2 separate regions of the Sus scrofa genome follow, and region 1 is linked to region 2. A link is a contact called in public Hi-C data. All regions are on one chromosome and are shown on one strand. Each heading gives the region's core, a stretch centred on a gene start, on an enhancer-like site or on the middle of the called end of the contact. The rest is flanking DNA. Distances are from core to core; before and after follow the strand shown. Region 1 has its middle 140 kb from the start of ARHGEF26. Region 2 has its middle 120 kb from the start of RAP2B.

Region 1 (2,794 bases), core at 8-2,507, 830 kb after region 2:
TTTTGGTGTGAGAGTTTGGATGCTTGGACCAATGGAGGATAAGATGGGTTAAATTGCAGTAGCAAGAACCCATGGGAAGGTGGTGCAGGCTGCTCCTAGCTGCAAGGCCCTGGGAAGTGGCAATGACCCTCAGGCAGGTTTAGGAAGCACCTGGAGCATTTGGCAATGGCAGCAGCAAGGCATGTGCATTCCCAGAGAAGTGAGAATAATGGTTGTTGCTCAGTTGCAGTGCCCTCCTCTGTGCCAACTGCTGCAGTTACTGAGGCTGCAGGTGGTACCTCTTCACGGACCCCTAGTGGTGGTGGGCCACACCCACCTCTGGAATCAGAGATAACTGACTGTGGTGGTTTGTGGGAGGAGGTAAGTACTACATCTTACTCTTCTGCCATCTTGATCCTGACAAGGGATTCATAAATAACCTCAATGTGTTCTCATCTGTCAAGTAGTTTTCTCATCCATTCACTGTTCACTCCTTATTTACTGAGCACCTTCTAAGTATCACAAACATTGCAACACTGGGGATAAAATGAATGAGGCAGACAGTTCTCACCAAGCCTCAAGGACAAATGGGGATAGAGAGAATGAAACCGTGGGATTATAGAATGACAGATTCAGTGTAGGGGAAGTAGAGGGTGGTGTAAGAGCAAAAAGAAGGTAAACCAATCCATGTTTTAAAATCTAGGAAATCTTCCTTGGAGTAAATGAACTCTGAAGTTTCAGAAGGAAAAAAAACATCATATATTCAAAGAACAAAGTTTAGTATGGCCAGATCACATCATATGAAGTGGGACAATAGGGAATACACAAAACTGGAGATAAGGAATCAGGCCATGAAAAGTCATGTTGAGGAGTTTGGAATTTATTTTCAGGGGGGAAAAATAAGGCTATTGATAGCTTTAACTTGGGGTGTAAATATCAAGTTTTCACAGTGGTTCTCTGGAGACATGGTGGAGAATGAATTTGAGAGAAACAAACAGGAGGCAAGAAAACTTGCTAAGAAGCTATTAAGATGATTCAAGTAAGAAATTAAAGTTTCCTCAACTAGTGTTCTGGCAGTGATGATGGAAAAATAAAGATTCAGACAGATTTGAGATGAAAAAGAAAGTAGACCATGATGATTTACTGAGAGAGTGAAGGAGGTGGACATCATCATTCTCAACAGATGAGTCAGGTCCTGTTACTTCTCAGCTCAGAACCCTGCAGTGGCTCCCATCTCATTAAAAAATGAAAGCCAAAGTCTTTACAATATACCACAAGGATGACAGAGTCTGTACAACACAGCCCCACCCTGCCTAATACCTCAATGACTTCACCTCCTAATGCCCTTCTGCAAGCTCACTGTGCCTCACCCACTTTAAGGTCCTGCTATTGCTCAAACATTCCAGGCATGATCTTTACTTTCAGTCTTTGCTCTTGCACTTTGTTCTGTCCAGATGCCAGTATGGTTCACACCTTGTCTTCTTCCAGTCTTTTTAAAATATCACCTTTTCCTTGAGGCCTCCCTGATCATCCTACTAAACATTTCAACCTCCAGGACAGTACTCCCAAGTTTTCTTCTGAATACCTCAGTTTTTGATTTACAGTAAACAATAATGTAAATACTTATTTATTTTGGTTATTGTCTATCTCCCACTACTAGAACCTAAGCTCTTTTAAGGCAGGGCTTTTTGTCTTATTTTGTTTACCACTCGATCCCCAGTTCCTAGAAAAGCCAGGATATAGTAAGTACTCAATTTTTATTGAATGAGTTAGTGGGTAAACGTCATGGCTGTAGCCTAGCCAACTGATCAGATGATGATTCTAATTACTGATATAAAAGAATGAGAAGTAGGGAAGGTTTGCACTGAGAAGCTTATGAGTTCAGTTTGGGATCCTTTGGAAGATTCCCTTGCCCACTACTGCAACTATAATATTAAAAGCATTAACACTTTTACATAAGTCAAAACTGTTAACAAAATTTCAACTTTCTTAGAAAAACAGGAGTCAAACTCTTTTGTAAGAGAACAACCAATGGAATTACAGAGTTGCTCTCACTGATGGGGCATCTACATTGGTTTCCTGCAGGTCAACCAATAAGACTGTGAATTAGTATACATCATGAAGATGCCTGCAACCCTGAACTCTTCAACATGGCATAGAACATATAGTGATGTGGACACTCAGAATAAATATGTTTATGGATTCTATTTGAGGTCTTTTATATCTAGACAAAGGATTGGCAAATAATTATCAGATAATGTTGAGGTAATTTACTCAACATTTCATCTAGCAAAAGTTAATGTTTATTTCCCAAATTCTAAATCAAATATCAAGTAAAAGATAGATAAATGGAGGATAAGATGGGTTGAATTGCAGGAAAAAAAAGTACTAGCAGATGCAGTTAAGTTCTTGGTACCTAAATTTGTTTTCCTTTGTTTCCTTAACAATTTAGAAACCTTAATCAACTCTTAAATAGTGATTTTTCAGCCCCAACTGAGAACAAGTTTCCATAAATCTGTGCTTCTCAAAATGTTATGGGAGTTTCCATTGTGGCTCGGCAGGTTAGGAGCCTGACTAGTATCCATGAGGATGCATGTTCAATCCCCGGCCTCACTTAATGGGTTAAAGGATCCACCATTGCCATGAGCTGTGGTGTATGTCTCCTGGGAGCTTCCGTATACCACAGCACAGCCCTAAATTTAAAAAAAAAAAAAAGCAAACAAAAACCTTTTAGCATTCATTAGAATCACCTGTAAGATTTGTTTTTGTTGGGCACCAAAACCAGAGTTTCTGACTAAATGGGCCCCAAGAATTT
Region 2 (2,850 bases), core at 197-2,696:
TCTTTTCAGGAGGCAGCAGAAGGTCACTTCCTTTCAATATCCTCTTACTCCCAAGGAAACTCTCTACCAATGAGGTTTAGTAGAACTTTCTATGGACTATACATCTAGGGCTGAAAGACAGTGGAGTTGAGAGAACAGATTTCCCGGACATTACAATAAAAACCTCCTCTTCATTCCCATTTTTGGCACTGGGATAGGAATTCCTGTTGCTTTCTGTTTTGGTTAGAGAGGGCAAAAACAGCCCCACCCCTCATATAAAACTAAGCTAGGAAAAAAAAACAAAAAACAAAAAAACAAAAAACAAAAAACTTGCAGTGGGTTTTCCTTCTGTACACCTCTGGCAATACCTTGAGACAGAAAAACAGTGTCTGGGCATGTAGGATCAGGATCTGTAGACCACCATCAGGACTTGCTAGAGAATGTGGGTATTGTAGAAAGTCATAAGAGAACTGTGAAGAGGACCAAGTGTTTGGTGGTGGGCTGGAGCCTGCTATCTCCAGTGGGCACAATGACTCTGGCAAATCTTAATGTGAGTGAGGTCAGGTTAGACATCTCTTTCTGCATCTGAGCTACAAGGTTTGGTGTGGCTTGAGAGCCTCCTTCTCTAACAGTGGTGTAGTAATAAAACAGACCCCAGTAAGCCCAAGGCAGAAGGCCATTGCCAAATATTTCTCATGCTTTTGAAGTGGCTGGTGGCTGTGACAAGCAGTTTCTGAGCTAATTAAAATTACAGCATTAAAACAAAGTCCCACAGCCTAGGGGAAGCAAACACAAACCTAACATATGTTAGAAACCTAACATAAAGCAAATTTTTAAAAAAGTTAAAACTCACATAGTCCTTATGTTGTGCCAAACATTGTTCTAACACTTTAAATATGCAATATTAATACATTTAATCTTGACAATGCCCCTATATGGAAGGCGTTACTATTATCCCCATTTCATAGATGAGGAAACTGAAGCACACGAAGTTCAGGACTTGCCCTAGTTAGTGACAAAGGATTTAAACCCACACAGCCTAAACTGCCTTGCTTGTCTACCCAGTATGATGCAGAGAAAAGCACAAATGTGAACAGCCACTAGCTGTGTGTTGTAGTATTGCTTAGAAAAACTACCAGAGAGATGACTTGGGAAAACAGTACATCAACAAAAAATTGTCATTGCGAGAAAAACACAAACCAGGCACCATCATAGAAAATTTACGTAACCCAAGAATATGTCTGGGAACTTGGAAGGCTTTAAAGAACATAGCTCAGGTTTATTAACACAATGCACAGAGACGTTTGGTGTTCGTCCCACCTTTTGTTTCTCTCCCATGAATTCCATACCCTACTGTGAAGTCAAATCCTATTTGGTCACACCACTTCCCTCCTTGTAAATCATCAGTGGCTCCACAGTACTTATTACAGAATAGAAATTAAATTCCTTAGCATGACTCACAAGACATTTCCTAATCTGGCCTCCATTAACTTTCCAGCCACACCTTCAGCATTCTTCCCCTGCATGACAGCTCTCCAGCCACAATGAACTTCTGGCCTGACCTCAAACAAACCATGTTTTTTCATGTCTTTCAGTTTCCTCAAAATGAGGGCTGAAGACTATCAGTGCTAGAATGGGTTGAGGGCCTTCTTAGAAAGACTGACGTCCAGGTTCTACGGAAATCTAATAATCTAATGCCTGGGCATTTGGCTAAGGAATGTGTACTTTAGCAAGTTCTTCATGCAATTTACTTTTCAAGTACATCAACAGCTGAGGGCCACATTTCATTCCTTATGATGATCCTTCTTACCATCTTCCCTCCATATTTCAAATATCATCTCCTTAAAAAAAATCTTTTTAACCCTCTCCTTCCCCAGATAAAATTGACCCCTGGCCTCTTCCATGCAGTTTTTCCTTTTCATACATTTATCCTGCACCTGAATTACCTTAAATTTTTATTGGAATGTAGCTGACTCACAAAGTTGTATTAGTTTCAGGTGCACAGCAAAATAAATCAGTTATATATTTACATATATCCATTCCTTTTCAGATTCTTTTCCCATATATAGCCATATAGGTTATTACATAGTATTGAGTAATTTTCCTGTGCTATAGAGTAGGGTCTTGTTAATTTTTTTATTTTTTAATTTTTATGGTCTATACTCTGATTTCTTTGGGAACCTTAATTCTTTTGCCAACAAGTTTGTATTAAATGCTGGGGGTCCACTGATGGAGGAGGTGGCCTGGAGACCCTTGGAGCTTGGAGTCCGATGGGCACAGGAAAGTACAATCACCAGGAAAGGTGTGAAGTGCTCTGAAAGGCAGAAGACAGGGTATGTGGAAGCTGAAGGGGCACTCAGACCACGGATGTTACCCCAGTGTGCTTGCTGAAGGAAGAATGTCCCAAGGCCCAGGGGGTGTGTGCGTGTGTGAGACAGGAAGAGAAATTCAGTGTATCCTTCATAATAACTAGATGTATAGATATACTTGGGTTTTTTTCCTCAGGCTTCCTTCTTCACAATTAGTTTAAAACCATATTAAACAGATTTGCCTGTTTTGGAGAAAAGAGATTCTTCCTAGGTACTGTCAGTTGGACTATTGAGCCTTAAACCCAATAGTCTGTGTCTCAATATCTCTTTATCCTTCTCTCCCATCCACCCCTGTCCATATGTGTGTGTGTTATCATGAGTGAGTGAATGACTTAATAAATCCATTCATACATTGATATAGTAAGACACAACATTTAGCATTAAGAGTATGATCTTTAATAATCCTAGTTTCAAATTCCAGCTTTGTCCATTTCAGCTAAGTGACTTAGGACAGGCTATATAATCTTTCTGAATCTCTTTACTTACATAAAGAATATAGTAA

Evidence for each region. A called contact is a pair of places that touch in the nucleus more often than the background predicts.
Region 1: a Hi-C map of embryonic fibroblasts shows a contact between it and region 2, with 2.0 times the contacts expected there. The contact joins two enhancer-like sites. A contact is called at or near these places in 9 of 47 Hi-C or Micro-C datasets (adipocytes, embryonic fibroblasts, fetal heart ventricle and 5 more).

Annotation. Positions count from the first base shown.
Region 1 is chr13:94,012,879-94,015,672 of Sscrofa11.1, forward strand. No RefSeq gene overlaps it. Among named protein-coding and RNA genes, the nearest start is that of ARHGEF26, 140 kb to the right of the region's middle. Within about 2 kb of position 1,258, at least 4 of the 83 cell types and tissues checked have an H3K27ac peak or open chromatin away from gene starts, as enhancers often do. A contact at or near this core is called in embryonic fibroblasts, where this site is marked.
Region 2 is chr13:93,186,120-93,188,969 of Sscrofa11.1, forward strand. No RefSeq gene overlaps it. Among named protein-coding and RNA genes, the nearest start is that of RAP2B, 120 kb to the right of the region's middle. Within about 2 kb of position 1,447, at least 10 of the 83 cell types and tissues checked have an H3K27ac peak or open chromatin away from gene starts, as enhancers often do. A contact at or near this core is called in embryonic fibroblasts, where this site is marked.